3 separate regions of the Sus scrofa genome follow, and regions 1 and 2 are each linked to region 3. The links are chromatin contacts, called in public Hi-C and HiChIP or PLAC-seq maps. All regions are on one chromosome and are shown on one strand. The core of a region is the stretch at or near the end of the contact, and the rest is flanking DNA. Distances in the headings are between cores, read along the strand shown.

What was found. Hi-C and Micro-C count contacts between places; a contact is called where the count stands out from the background. HiChIP or PLAC-seq counts read pairs in DNA pulled down with a chosen protein or histone mark.
Region 1: a Hi-C map of skeletal muscle shows a contact between it and region 3, with 3 times the contacts expected there. The contact joins the promoter of SMIM19 here to the enhancer-like site in region 3. A contact is called at or near these places in 2 of 5 promoter capture datasets (fetal liver and liver), 7 of 47 Hi-C or Micro-C datasets (alveolar macrophages, embryonic fibroblasts, fetal skeletal muscle and 3 more) and 2 of 2 datasets of contacts at active chromatin or transcription factors (alveolar macrophages and skeletal muscle).
Region 2: a contact with region 3 is called in an H3K27ac HiChIP or PLAC-seq map of skeletal muscle. The contact joins two enhancer-like sites. A contact is called at or near these places in 8 of 47 Hi-C or Micro-C datasets (embryonic fibroblasts, fetal heart ventricle, fetal skeletal muscle and 2 more) and 1 of 2 datasets of contacts at active chromatin or transcription factors (skeletal muscle).

What each region holds. Positions count from the first base shown.
Region 1 is chr17:11,547,190-11,551,190 of Sscrofa11.1, forward strand. SMIM19 (small integral membrane protein 19) reads left to right here and starts at 2,718. Exons shown (of 4, transcript NM_001190223.1): 1 at 2,718-2,943. It overlaps SLC20A2 (sodium-dependent phosphate transporter 2), which reads right to left and starts at 2,434. Exons shown (of 12, transcript XM_021078067.1): 1 at 1-2,434.
Region 2 is chr17:11,508,972-11,513,195 of Sscrofa11.1, forward strand. The region is part of intron 2 of SLC20A2 (sodium-dependent phosphate transporter 2); the gene reads right to left. Among named protein-coding and RNA genes, the nearest start is that of SLC20A2, 39 kb to the right of the region's middle. Within about 2 kb of position 2,825, at least 22 of the 83 cell types and tissues checked have an H3K27ac peak or open chromatin away from gene starts, as enhancers often do. A contact at or near this core is called in skeletal muscle, where this site is marked.
Region 3 is chr17:11,429,733-11,434,307 of Sscrofa11.1, forward strand. No RefSeq gene overlaps it. Among named protein-coding and RNA genes, the nearest start is that of VDAC3, 19 kb to the left of the region's middle. Within about 2 kb of position 1,804, at least 20 of the 83 cell types and tissues checked have an H3K27ac peak or open chromatin away from gene starts, as enhancers often do. A contact at or near this core is called in skeletal muscle, where this site is marked.

The sequences.
Region 1 (4,001 bases), core at 1,468-3,967, 120 kb after region 3:
TTGTGAGCTGAGACTCCGGAGAAGGCGAGGCTGCCCTGCCCCTAAAGGTGAGTGGGATTTCCACTGGAGGTGAGAACAGAGAGGATTCCAGCCTATCTCTTCATTGCACAAGTATTTCCTGCACACCTGCGATGCAGACACTGTCCCCGCCTCCGGGCAGATGGCCAGGAGGGACCCAGAAAAGGCCCCTGCACCCCAGGAGCTGAAAAGGGCACCCACTTGAGAGCCGAGTTCTGAAGGGAGGAAGGAAGAAGGACCTGTTCTCCAACCTGGTGAGACATGACATGGTTTAAATGCCTCGTACACACGAGCCAAGGCTGGCATTCTGTCACCCCGGCCTCCAAAAGTGACAAATGTACAGAAATGGCTGGCATGAGAAATGACAAACTTGTCATAGGCTGTATTCTAAGTGTGTTCCATTGTTCCTTGAGGCATGTTCAAAGGTTGATTCTCCATATTTCCAGATACATAGAAGAGAGTTATAGACACAGTCGGTATTATCAGAACGGTTTTCATAATAGAGGCTGTGGAGGCGCAGCCGCTAAATTGTGCCCCAGTGAAAGCCTATTAACCAAAGCTCTGTGCTTTGTCACTTGCCATCCCTTTCTCTTCTTTCCTTCTCCTACTAGTGGCTGCCCACAAATATCAAATCTCTACTAGGAATGTGCCTGAACATGCATGTGGTGGCAAGAATCAGTCACGATGGGTGGAAATAGTAACTCCACGGAAAAGACATGCATGCAGCTTTTGCTTCCTACATCCTTCCACTGATGACAAATCACTCATCCCCTCCCCAGGGAAAATGCCTTCAGGTCAAAGAAGGTTCTCGTAAAATCCTAACCGGCAGAGCATTCTCAATCCTCTTCCTCCAGTGATGGAGCACTATCTGAAAATACGCTCCAACCGCAAATACGACACATTTCCAAGCACCTCCCTCCCTCATCCTCTGCACGTTCTCTCAGCTATTTCTGCTCTCACAAGATGCAACTGCTGGATCCCACCATCATTCTCATCACTGTTATTCCTCCATACATCATTAAACTGTATCTCTGGAAACACAGTCAAAATAAAACTTCTGGATTAAGGAAGTCAAAACTACTCAATTAAATCCAGTCAAAAAATTAACTTTTTCTTTTCCTTTCTTTTCTTTTGGCCACCCCCATGCCATGTGGAAATTCCTGGGCCAGGGACCACATCCAAGCCCCAGCTGCCACCTCCGCCACAGCTGCACCAACAGCCTAACTCACTGCCGAGGATCAAACCCAGGGCTCTACCGTGACCTGAGCCACTGCAATCAGATTTTTAACCCACTCCGTCATGGGGGGGAACTCCAAAAACTTAACTTGTTAATGCACAAAATACTGGACTGGAATATGTTGAAGACATTTCAAGGCAAACTGAAAAATCAGGTAGAACTCCTACAGCATGGATTACCCAAGATTCTTAACATTCACAGGTATGTTAAGAAGTAATAGCCAATTCACTGTTTTTTATTTCCTTGGTTTGGTACTAGAAAATTACTCTTCCTGCTTGACTGTCATTTGTTAACTCTTATTAAGAATGTCACTTAGAAACTAAATATGGAAAGAGGGGGCCTTTCAGAAGGGGACATTAAGGCTTTCCCAACATTTACCTTTATCCAGTGTCCTAAGCCTGGCCTGTTCATTGCGTGACAATGATACGTAATGGCAACTTGGATAAAGAGACATGACACAGGGCTTTGGAAACTACTGAATACCCTAATGAAGGGACTGACTGCCCTTCCATGTAATTGTAAAGCCCTCTTCCAACTTGAAAAACACATTCATTTACTCTCTGAGTCATTATATACTGCCAACACCCTTATTTTACAAAAAAAAAAAAAAAAACTGAAAAAAAACAGAAACAGAAGTAATTAATGTACATATTCCACACTTGGACACATTCAAATCAACTCGTGTACTCAAATATTTCTGAACAACCTATGTTTATGCAAAAAGTTATCTGGAAGATTAAATGAAAGAAAGTATGGCACAGGCCTGGCAAACACTCGGTAGGTACTCAACATTACCCAATTATTATTGATTCTAATTTTCCAACTTTGGAGTTGTACTAAATAGTTACAAAACTACATATATGATTATATATACATACTATATATAAGCTAATATGTTACTACTAAAAATAAAGCTTTTGTTATATACCAAGGAATGCTCTTCCTCTACAGAAGAGTTGAGTTTAATTTTAACAGAATGATCCACAAAGAAGCAGAGAAAACTTGCTAAGGGTAGAGTGTTAAATCTTAGCTCTAATCTCTGCTTGTCAATTAAGGATACAACCTCTACAAGGTCTAGTATGAATTATAATCAGCAGTCAGCTGATCCTAGAGAACACGCTCAAAATGAATAGTTAAGACCTCGAGCACGTGAACAAGTGGCCATTTATTTGCAAGGCTACGCCAACCGCTGAAATCGGATTACTTCAATGCTGATGCTGAAATCCTACATAAATTCTTTACCTGTCTCGAGCTAGAATTTTTCAACTCTTTACACACACACAAATCTTAAATACCCCAAAGTCACTTTAACAATAATACTACAGCATCCTGGGCACATCCAGTTTTTAAAACACTTCAATACTCTCAGCACGCATCATTTATTATGACAAGAAAAGTGCAGCAAAAGTGTGGAGAGCACGTGCTTTCCTAAGTAAATACTAAAAGTAACCCTCTGCCCTCATTACGAAAAGAGAAAATCTTTGCGTTTCCAGCTAAATCTCGACCGTGGGCCAAGGCACACTCGTTCTCCCGCGCGGGTAGCGGCGCCCAGGAGCGCCGAGGCGGGACGGGAAGCTGCTTGCGCTCCCGGAGGACCCGGCCCCTCTCCCGGCCCGCTCGGACGCGCCGCGGCCGGACCCACGTGGACCTCCAGCCGGCGGCCAGACCCACCGCCCTGGAGCCCCGAGGTAGCAGCAGGCCGGGGTAGCTACGGGTCCGGGAGGCGGGGAGGGGCCGGGGGCGGGGCCGGCGCCGCGCCACGGGGGAGGGAAGGGAACCGGGCTCCACTCACGCGCCCGGAGGCGGCACCGGGGCCGTCGCTGCGCTTCTCCGGTTCAAACCCTGAGAGGGGGGCGGGGGGGAAAGACCTGGCTCCTTGTTCCATCCGGAAGCCAACGGGCCGGCAGGAAATGACGAAGCAGAGGTCGTCCGGGTCCGTTCGGTAACCGGCTCCGCGCGTCCGGCCGCAACTGCGGGGGAAGGAGCCCCGAGCAGAGCAGCCCAGCCTCGCGCCGCCTGCGGAGCGAGCAGCGTGAGTGGACCCGCGCCCCGCGCCTGCGGCCGCCCGGCCCCGCCCCCGTCCGGCCCCGCCCCCGCCGTGCGCCCCGCCCCGGCTTGTGGGGGAGGGGGAGACGGGGAGGGGCAGGCGCCCCCAGCCCGGTGCCCGGCCCACTGCCCGCCGGCGTCCGGGCCTCTCAGCCGCTGCGCCCCGCTTGAGCCTCTCAGGCGGGAGGGAGTAGGGAGGCTCCGAGTTCCGGAAACGCGGATGGAGAGGTGGAAGTCGCGGTCTCCCCAGCGCGAGGCCGGGGCTGGCTGGGGACCGCTGGGTTTAGCGGACGCGCTTTAGGATCGCACCGTGCAGCCTGCGGGCGCCGGCGCCCAGGCCGCTCCTGCCCTGGCCGCTTACACGGGGGTGGGGGATGGATTTCGAGGTGCCTGCTTCACCACACTTCTTTCCAGGACCTGGGGGTGTCACGGGTCTGGGTGGGGCCTGAAGCGTTCACGTTTGGGGGTTAGGTATGTGACTACACTTCCCTCCATACCCTGGCCTCGACGGCTTTGGGCAAGTTGCAAAACCACCACCACCATCCCCGGTCTTCGGCCAAATGGAACTTTAGTGCCTCCCAGCAGGCGGGTTGTGAAAATTCAGAGAATGCGGGCGCTGCCAGCACAGGCGCCCTCAAATGTTAATTTCCTTCGTCTTAGTGGAAGCCCTGTGAGCTTATACATTTCCGTTTGAGGAACT
Region 2 (4,224 bases), core at 1,575-4,074, 80 kb after region 3:
CACAGATGTGGCCTGAATCTGGCATTGCTGTGGCTGTGGTACAGGCTGGCAGCTATAGATCCGATTCGACCCCTAGCCTGGGAACTTGCATATCCTGCAGGTGCGGCCCTGAAAGAAAAGAAAAAAAAAAAAAAAAAAACTAATTGCAAGCTGGTGATAACAGAAGTTCCCATCCAGCCACAGTGCCCCATGGACAGCCGCACGTGGACGCGGGGCATCCAGAGGAAGGGTCCTCTCCGTCTCCCTGAGCCCCCTTGAGGCTTACAGCAGATGGCCCTTCTCTAGGAATCCAGAGCAGTCAGGAGTTCCTCTGTCAGGGCCTCTGGGGCTAGAACTATTTTGAGAGGGGGAGGATGAGGACGGGAGGGCGGGCTGCCAGGAGAGCAGGGCACACACGACTGGAGGCATCAAGTCAAGAGCAGTGTGCCCAGCACACAGCTGAAGCCACAGGCTCCGGCCACAGCCCAGAGCTACCCAGGTTTCTCGGCATCTGGATTCCCGTGGGAGGCTGAGGTGAGTGCACAGGGACCTGTCAGGGCCAAGGTCACGGCCAGTCCACAAAGCCTCTTCTCAGGAGGGGACTGTGACCGTAGCAGGGAGGAGCATCATCACGGGCAAACAGGAGAGAGTCCCACCCCGACCCTGACATCATGGAAACGTGCTCCTCTGCCTCTATCACTGTTTCACAGCGCGCGTAAATCACCAAGGCAACAGGCTGCAAGTGGTGATGAGCATTTCAGCAACTCCTCCTAAAAGAACACAGGCTTCCTCATGGTGCAAACACCTCTGGAAACTCCTTTTGTTAAATTAAAAACTAGATGGCTCTTAAACAGCTTTTCTTTTCCACAGGACTAAACTACAACGGAGCAGATGAATAACAGCTTGAAAATGAGCTCATGTCCAACTACAGCACACCTCTAAAGCCTGGCATTCTGATGGTGCCTTGGTAACAGTTAACAGAAGAACAGTTAGTTCCTTTGGATAAAAGTATATACTCTGAAGGACACGCTCATCGGCCCTTGAACGGCTGAAGATGACATTACAGACTTTGCCGTTATAATTGCCAGGGATCTGGGCGGCACACTTCTCTTCGGCTCAATAAAAAGGCTTAAGGTTTTTTTTTTTTTTTTTTTTTTTTTAAGTTTCTTTCTAAAAATAGCCCAAGAACTCAGTTCTCTTTTTCCTTCTTACATTCTTGTCCTACTAACTGTGCCACTGAAACATTTCCTTTCATTGTTGGCACCTTGGGTCGTTGGGATTTAAAAATCAGACAATACATAACAACAAAGAAGTCTTTAAATGCAGCTTTCCAAATGGAAAATGGCATCTAAGGGCATGCCTTCCTCTAGGCCCACAGATACTGGAGCCCTGAGGTCTGGGGAACAGCAAAGACACCACCCATTAGAGTCGGTGCCTTAAAATCCACATTCCCAGAGGGGAGATAATTTACCCGTTAATGGATTAAGAAATTCCTGTCGGTTCCCTGTCATAAGCAAGCTGTTTGGCATGAAGTCAGAGTCCTTGGAATTAAAACACTTCAAACTTTAGCAAAGGTGATTAAGACTCAACTCAAAATATTTATTCTAGGTTAAAATCTTTAGGTTTCTTCAGTCCAAATTTAAATTGGCAGCAACGTGTTAAATCAAGAGCAGAGTCAGGATTAGGGAATTCCATGACCTTTGATTAATTGCGATTACTAAATCCATCTTCCAGAGGATGCGTTCAATTACTAGCCAAAGGCATCCTCCTAAATTTACCTTTATTTTTTTAAGAGCTTCTCTTTAGGAGTAGGAGGGTCTGTTTTTAAGGACAACAATCCTCCTTAAAAAGAAAAAACTCGCCATCTGCATATTTTACAAAATCACATTTGACACTCTCATTATTTCTGCACATAAACTTGTAGCTCACGGTAAGTACAATTCCACAGGAATTTTTAACATGTTTTTTCCTCTAAGAGTTAGGTTACCATTGAAAATAAAGCTCATTAACACACCACTCTATTAACCAAAGATTTTAACTGGTAAAATATATAATAATCCACAGGTTGCTTTTGCAAAGATAAAAATAGTAAGAATCAAATACTTTCTCCTAGGCAAACTGAGTAAGGCAGGTTTCTTGCAGCAGAATACGTTTCAGGAAAAAAACCTTTCGGCTCCATTCTTAGAACACCCTCAAGTACCCATCCCAGAGTTTCCAGTTTCCCCGAGAGAGAGAAAAAAAAATTACTGTGATAGCAACATTAGGAAGATTCAAGGAGAAAAGACCAAAGAACAAAGATTTCTAAAAAATCTCAGACATTCACTCAGTACTTACAAAGTACTTTCAAAGGAAATCGGAGCTGCAATTCTTCAGAAGACTGCTCCTGGGATCACGAACACAATCTCAGTCTAAAACAGGCTCCTCTCACATCGGGCGAGAAGTCACATTTCAGCTTACTAACTTCTACTTGGGTAAACAGTTTTACAACTCATAGAACAAACCCCAGCTAAAATTAACTGCACCGGCGAGGCCGGCAGGAACTCGCTGATCTGCATCATGTGTGCGGGGGTTTATCCAACAGGACAACATCGGTGTCCTCTTAATGGGAGATCTGGCCAAGGGGCGTGCTCTGGGGAACAATACCGAGCATCACAATTATGCTAATTACTGAATTCAGTCCAAGAATACTATCTCCTTTTAAGCTGTTTTGCAAGCACCGACAGAGTAAGCTCTTTTACACAACAGGAGTTCATTTGATTTTCAAGCACTTTCAATCAGACAAAACTTTGGCAACAAGGTGGCAGTGCTGCATGTTCAGAAAAGACCAAGTAAGAGGACCTTCTGTCAGATGCTTTACCAGTACTGTGTAAAATTAAGCAGGCGTCAAAGGCAACACACACCAGTAAGTCTACCAACAAATAGCCTTAAATGAGAGCTCTTCTCTCGATACAACATGAACGAATTTTGTTTGTTTCCTGGGTCTGTCTTCTGCAGTGCCCAAGGAGCTGCTCTGAGGTACGGGTTCACTGATAAATTACAACTGAAAACAAACACCTCAAAGATTCCCGAAAGGCCTCATCCCTGACAAGAAGCACTTTGAAGTACAGGCTGGAAGGGTACACTGGCCGTCTAAGAAGTATGCTAAAGCTCAAGCTGACCGTGAAAGACCCCAAGGATACCGCTGACACTTGAAAGAATATTCGGAGTAGCACGGAACTTTCTTTGAAAAAATACAACCTGCCTTTAATAAGAAAGACTTGTGTCAAAGACACACAGCGACTGCTGAATCGCAACTCAAGATGGTTCAGGCCAGTTTGCTGTAGATCGTTAAATTGCTCTGCCATGTTTTGCTCTTACTGGACACTTTATGAAAGATATCAAGGCATGCGCCAACATCAATCAGATCGCCACACATCTCTGGGAGACGTCGGGTTCCCATTTTGTTTTCTTAAATGGGCGGACGTTCAATGACTTGTCCCGCGCTTCTCTCAGGATCGGCACTGGATTACCCCGCCCCCTCCTAACCTCCCCATGACCTATCTTCCATAGTAACTATTTGGCTATAATCCCACAAATCTTTTCAGAGCTGCATATTTTCCTCATTTTAAAATGTCATATGCCAGTTTAGATTTCGAGAGATTTATTTGACTCAACTCCCAAATCCCAGGGCTGCGCTGCAGGGCTCACACCCTGATTCTCTGGCACAGGCAGGTGACACAGACCCACAGGACTTGACCATATCCCTGTGGAGCACTGTCTGCCTGTGGCCCGTCACCCAAAGTGGCGAACAGGTTGGCTTTCACTGGCAAGAGCTGGGGGCCACAACCCTTTCCTGTTGTTCACACAGCCTGCTGGCTGCCAGTCTGGGAATCCACCCCCAGGCCCGGCCTAGGCAGCTGTGACCAGCACCCACTCACCCACGAGATGGGGGGCCGTGTGCTCACCACCACCCCAACCCAAGTCGCCGGAGGTGCCCCCACCTCCCCTCTGTCCCCAAGGGAACGAAGTGGGCACGTATCAAAGATGGCTGAGCTCTGATTCATAATCAATTCTCGGTGATCCGCAGTGAACTCACTCTGGAATTCTTTACGCCAGACTCAGGGCATCGTGAGGTTACTTTTGACACAATTATCCTCCTCATCCTATTACGGCATAGTTCAGCCGAAGAGTTTCTAAGCTAAGACGTTACTTCCTCCCTAAACCAAAAACAAACCCAAAACAAAAAGACCAAAAAAGCCAATACAC
Region 3 (4,575 bases), core at 554-3,053:
GTGGTCCAGGTTGGCAAGGCCCAGCCATTGGCTGGGGCAGGAAACACCTTAAGAAAGTTACCCAGACAGAGAGCTTGATCAGAGTATTGGTGTGGATTGTGACAAGGAGGCTTTTATTAAATTTTGTACTGAGATTAAATTCACACACCATATTTTAGATATTAGTTACCTCTCCAAGACACCATGCGTTGCTAATCCCTCATCGTAGTCAGAGCTCCACCACTTCAGGGGCAGAGGGCAGTAGATGGCCTACAGTTTCATTTCGTTACTAAGTGTCTGTGCATGGAGGCTCATGGCCCTTTTGACCAGGCTCAGCTCCTAGAACTTTGGACAGAGGAGCCCTGAGAAAGAGCCAGAGCTGTTTCTGGGCCCCAGTGTTAGCAACGTGCACATGCACGGAGGCTGTGGATTCTGCGCAGGGAGCCCTCCCTGTAAGACCCTCTAACACCAAGGTTCCGATGGGCGCGCCATGTGTGCTCTTTGATAGCTTCCCTCTGCTTGTTCCCCTTATAAACAGCACCCCTTTGCCCTCCACTTGCATGTGAGATATTCAGGTTCTGTCCTCCACCTTGGTGGTCCTCTAAGCCTATGGTCATGTTAGTGTGGAGCTTTCATGCACAGGGCTTGCCCTCAGACTGAAGGGTAAGGTCCTTCTCCGAGTAAGGGTGGTCTGGTGATAGCCAGTTCTAACTCACTCTGCTTTGTTGTTTTTTTGGCCACGCCTACAGCATGTGGAAGTTCCCAGGCCTGGGATCTAACCAACCATAGCAGTGACAATGCCGGATCCTCAACCAGCTGAGCCACCAGGGAACTCCTCACTCACTCTGGTTTTAAATCAGTTGTGGGTTAGGACAAGGTAGCTTCTTCTAAACCACTGTGAAAGTGGAGTTACAGTTGTGGCTCAGCGGTTAACGAACCTGACTGGCATCTATGTGGATGCAGGTTCGATCGCTGGCCTCACTCAGTGGGTTAAGGATCTGGTGTTGCTGTGGGCTGTGGTGTAGGTTGTAGACACGGCTCCAATCCTGTGTTGCTGTGGCCCTGGCACAGGCTGGCAGCTACAGCTCCAATTGGAACCCTAGCCTGGGAACATGCCGTGGGTGCAGCCCTAAAAAGAAAGACAGAAAAAAATAAAAAAATAAACCACTGTGAAGGCTACTTGACACTTTGCTCAGGGCGAGAGTGGCAGCAGTGTTGGCCGCCCGGGCCTCCCCACTGCCTGGCTGGGGTGGCACAGAGGGGAAGGTGTGCCTGCGCTCTATGGAGGTGATTCCAGCAAGTCCGGCTCATTCTCAACATACCAGTCAGATGCTCTCTTTCCCTCGGGTGGAGGGAATGGAAAGCAGAAGGGCAGAGAGACCAGTCACTCAGAGACGTTAGTGCATAGTGTGTGCATTTAAGCTTAGCTGTCCCTCCCTCCCCCTGGAGAGCTGGCTGGTCCACCTCGGAGACGTGTCCACACCTCCCAGGGTTGGTGTAAGTTAGTGTATAGTTCTCATCCCTTGCCCCCCACTGCTCCCACCTTCCTGGATGGCTCACCACACCCACAGCTGATCTCCTGACCTCAGACCTTTCCTGTCTGTGGCCTGTGAATGGACACCTCTTCTCAGCTGGTCTGCGGGCACCTGCAGATACGCTGTTTCCCCACAGCACCAGTGCTCTGGCTGGGGTCTCTGCCGAGTTTCTGCCTCTTTGGGGAAGCTTCCCTTCCCCAGGGCCCTGCCCTCTGGAAACACCCTCATGGTGGCAGCAGCCACCCTGGACGGCAGTCTTTTTGTCTTCCTGCCTCCTGTGGCCAGACCAGCACATGGCATGTGATGGGTGCACAGTGGACATTTACTGATGAATGGATGGAGCCAGCCTGCAAGCAGGCCTATTTGGGATTTTTGTGAATGGATTGAAGTTGTCCTTCGGCAGGCACTCCTAGTTCCCTGTGGCCATCACGGCAGCACAGATAACTCCTGACATTTCTAGTGATTCTCTGAATTATGTTTACCCTTAACATTCTGGGAGGTGACTTCACTGCTGCAGTTTAAAAAGGATCTGCAAATAGGGTCACAGCTGCAATTACATTTGCCTCCACTGGGTGCTGCTGTTGCTGCTGCCAGTGGAAGATGATGGCCCAGCTGTGGGGTTGGTGCCTTCTGCCCTTGAGTCAGTCTATCTCCTTCCCTTTGAGCTCCTCCCTCCCTTCCCCAGCACCTCCCAACTCATAGCTTGGAATCTACATTCCAGGTTGGATTTAACCTCTAAGTGTCAAAGCCAGAAATCCCATCACTCTGGCTCTGGTCAAGTTCCTGTTCTAGCCAACAGCTGATCACCTTTGTTGAGCCCGAAACACTGGCTTAAAGTCAGATTTAATTCCTTATGTTTCCTAAACAAAAGCAGGCAGATTAAACCTCACCTCCTTCCTGGGCTTCCTTTCCAAGGTCTTAGTCACCTCTCACGTTCCTTCTCTGGCCCAGGACACAGTCCCTTTTCTAGACACCACAGTTGTGGACATGGTCTGACCAGTGCCGACCGGGACGAAGCTGAGACACTGTCAAAATCCTGGGGCTGCTCCAGTCCTGTTACCATTTGGCTGCTAAACTTGTTCTCATGCTGTGCTTGAGTTGCCCCAGTACCTGGCCAGCTCCAGGTTTCAAAGAGCAGCGTTTCAAAATGGATGGTGGTGAGATGACGGAGTATAGGTGATTTTTTTCCCTTTTCCTGAAATATGTTTCAGGGTCTTTTCAATAATAAAGGATCATGTGCTGCAAAGGTATTTATTAAGAAGGTGACAGTTAATCCAAGAACAGGGCTACATTTCCCCACATTCTACAGGTCTCACCAGGCATGCAGAGAACCTAGTCTCCAGTTTCCTCAGTCTCCAGCTCTTTCACCTTGTTCATCTAACTGGCTTATTTTGTTCCTTTCCTTCATTATCTGACTTAATTCTGTGCTCAGCACAGTTCTCCTGAGGGGACTTCTCCTTAAAAAGTGAGGTAGTGGGTAATGACCAGTCCAAGAAGGAAGGTGAACAGACTTGCTCATGGAGTCCTGTCCTGGGCCAGGCCCCTTGCACCACGCTGCCTCCCAGCGAGGAGTCCTAGCCCTGGTGCCATCATCTAGGAGCACTTGGGGGCAGTGGGCAAGGATGGCCTCCCTCGGGTAAGCAGAATGGACACAGCTTTGTCTAAGGCTCAGTGAACACCGTGTCGTCTCCAAAGGCTCCTTCTCCTACCCCGTGTGCTTAAACCACCTCATTGATCTTATGTTTCATTTTCTGAGGGACTGAACTGCTTTCAGTTTATATTGTGCAGCTCATTCTGAGGCGACCAGGAGGACTGATTTTGAAAATGAATAAATGTGCTTACATATTTGCTCAGAGGGTCAGTCCTTTTGGGAAGGCAGAGTGAAGTTTAAGAACCCTGAGCCGAGAGCATGAGCTCTTTGCAGCCTGTGTGGTGTGCAGATGGTCCCCAGGCCCTCTTCCCTGTCTCTTGCACAGCAGAGTGATGCCTGGTTCCCAGGAGGGTCCCTTGTCCGAGGAGTGTTTGCATTTTTAGAGGAAGAAGCTGATTAACTCAAAGGACTGTCTACCAGTGTCCTCTTCCCTCTGAGGGGCCCCGCCTCTGCCCTCGTGGGGAGGGGAAGGGAGGTCATCCCATCAGATAACTGAGGTGGGGAGGGGGCAGCTGTCATGGCTGTCTGCACATTGCATAATCATTGACTAATCTCATAGTGTTGCGATTGGAAAAGATGCTTGACTGTGATTTCAGTTTTCCTAAACTTATCATGGATTGACTTGGGCCTCTGTGGTCTACCCTGGAGATTGTTACATGTGTACTTGAAAATGTTATTAAGCTACTTTGGGATACAATGTCGTATATATATGTATGTATGTATATGTGTGTGTATATATATCTATGTAAAGGGCAGTGGATAGACAGGCCTGAAGTTTCTCGGTTGATTTTCTGTCTGGATGATCTGTCAATTGATATAAGTTAGGTGTTAAATTCCCCACTAATATTGTGACCGACTGTTTCTCCCTTTGTGTCTGTTAATATTTGTTGCACTATGTATACAGGTCTCCCATGCTGGGTACATCTATATTTACAATTATTTTTTTGTTTGTTTGTTTTTTGTCTTTTTGCCTTTTCTAGGGCTGCTTCCATGGCAAATGGAGATTCCCAGGCTAGGGGTCCAACTGGAGCCATAGCCACCGGCCTACACCAGAGCCACAGCAATGCGGGATCCGAGCCACATCTGCAACCTACACCACAGCTCATGGCAATGCTGGACCCTTAACCCACTGAGCAAGGCCAGGGGCCCAACCCGCAACCTCATGGTTCCTAGTCGGATTCGTTAACCACTGCGCCACGAAGGGAACTCCTATATTTACAATTGTTTTATCTTCTTAGATTGATCTTGGATTAATCCCTTGATTATTATGTAACGTCCTTCTTTGTCTTTTTTTTTTTTTTGCTACAGTCTGTTTTTTTTTTTTTTTTGGTCTTTTTTTTTTTTTGCCATTTCTTGGGCAGCTCCTGCGGCATATGGAGGTTCCCAGGCTAGGGGTCCAACTGGAGCTGT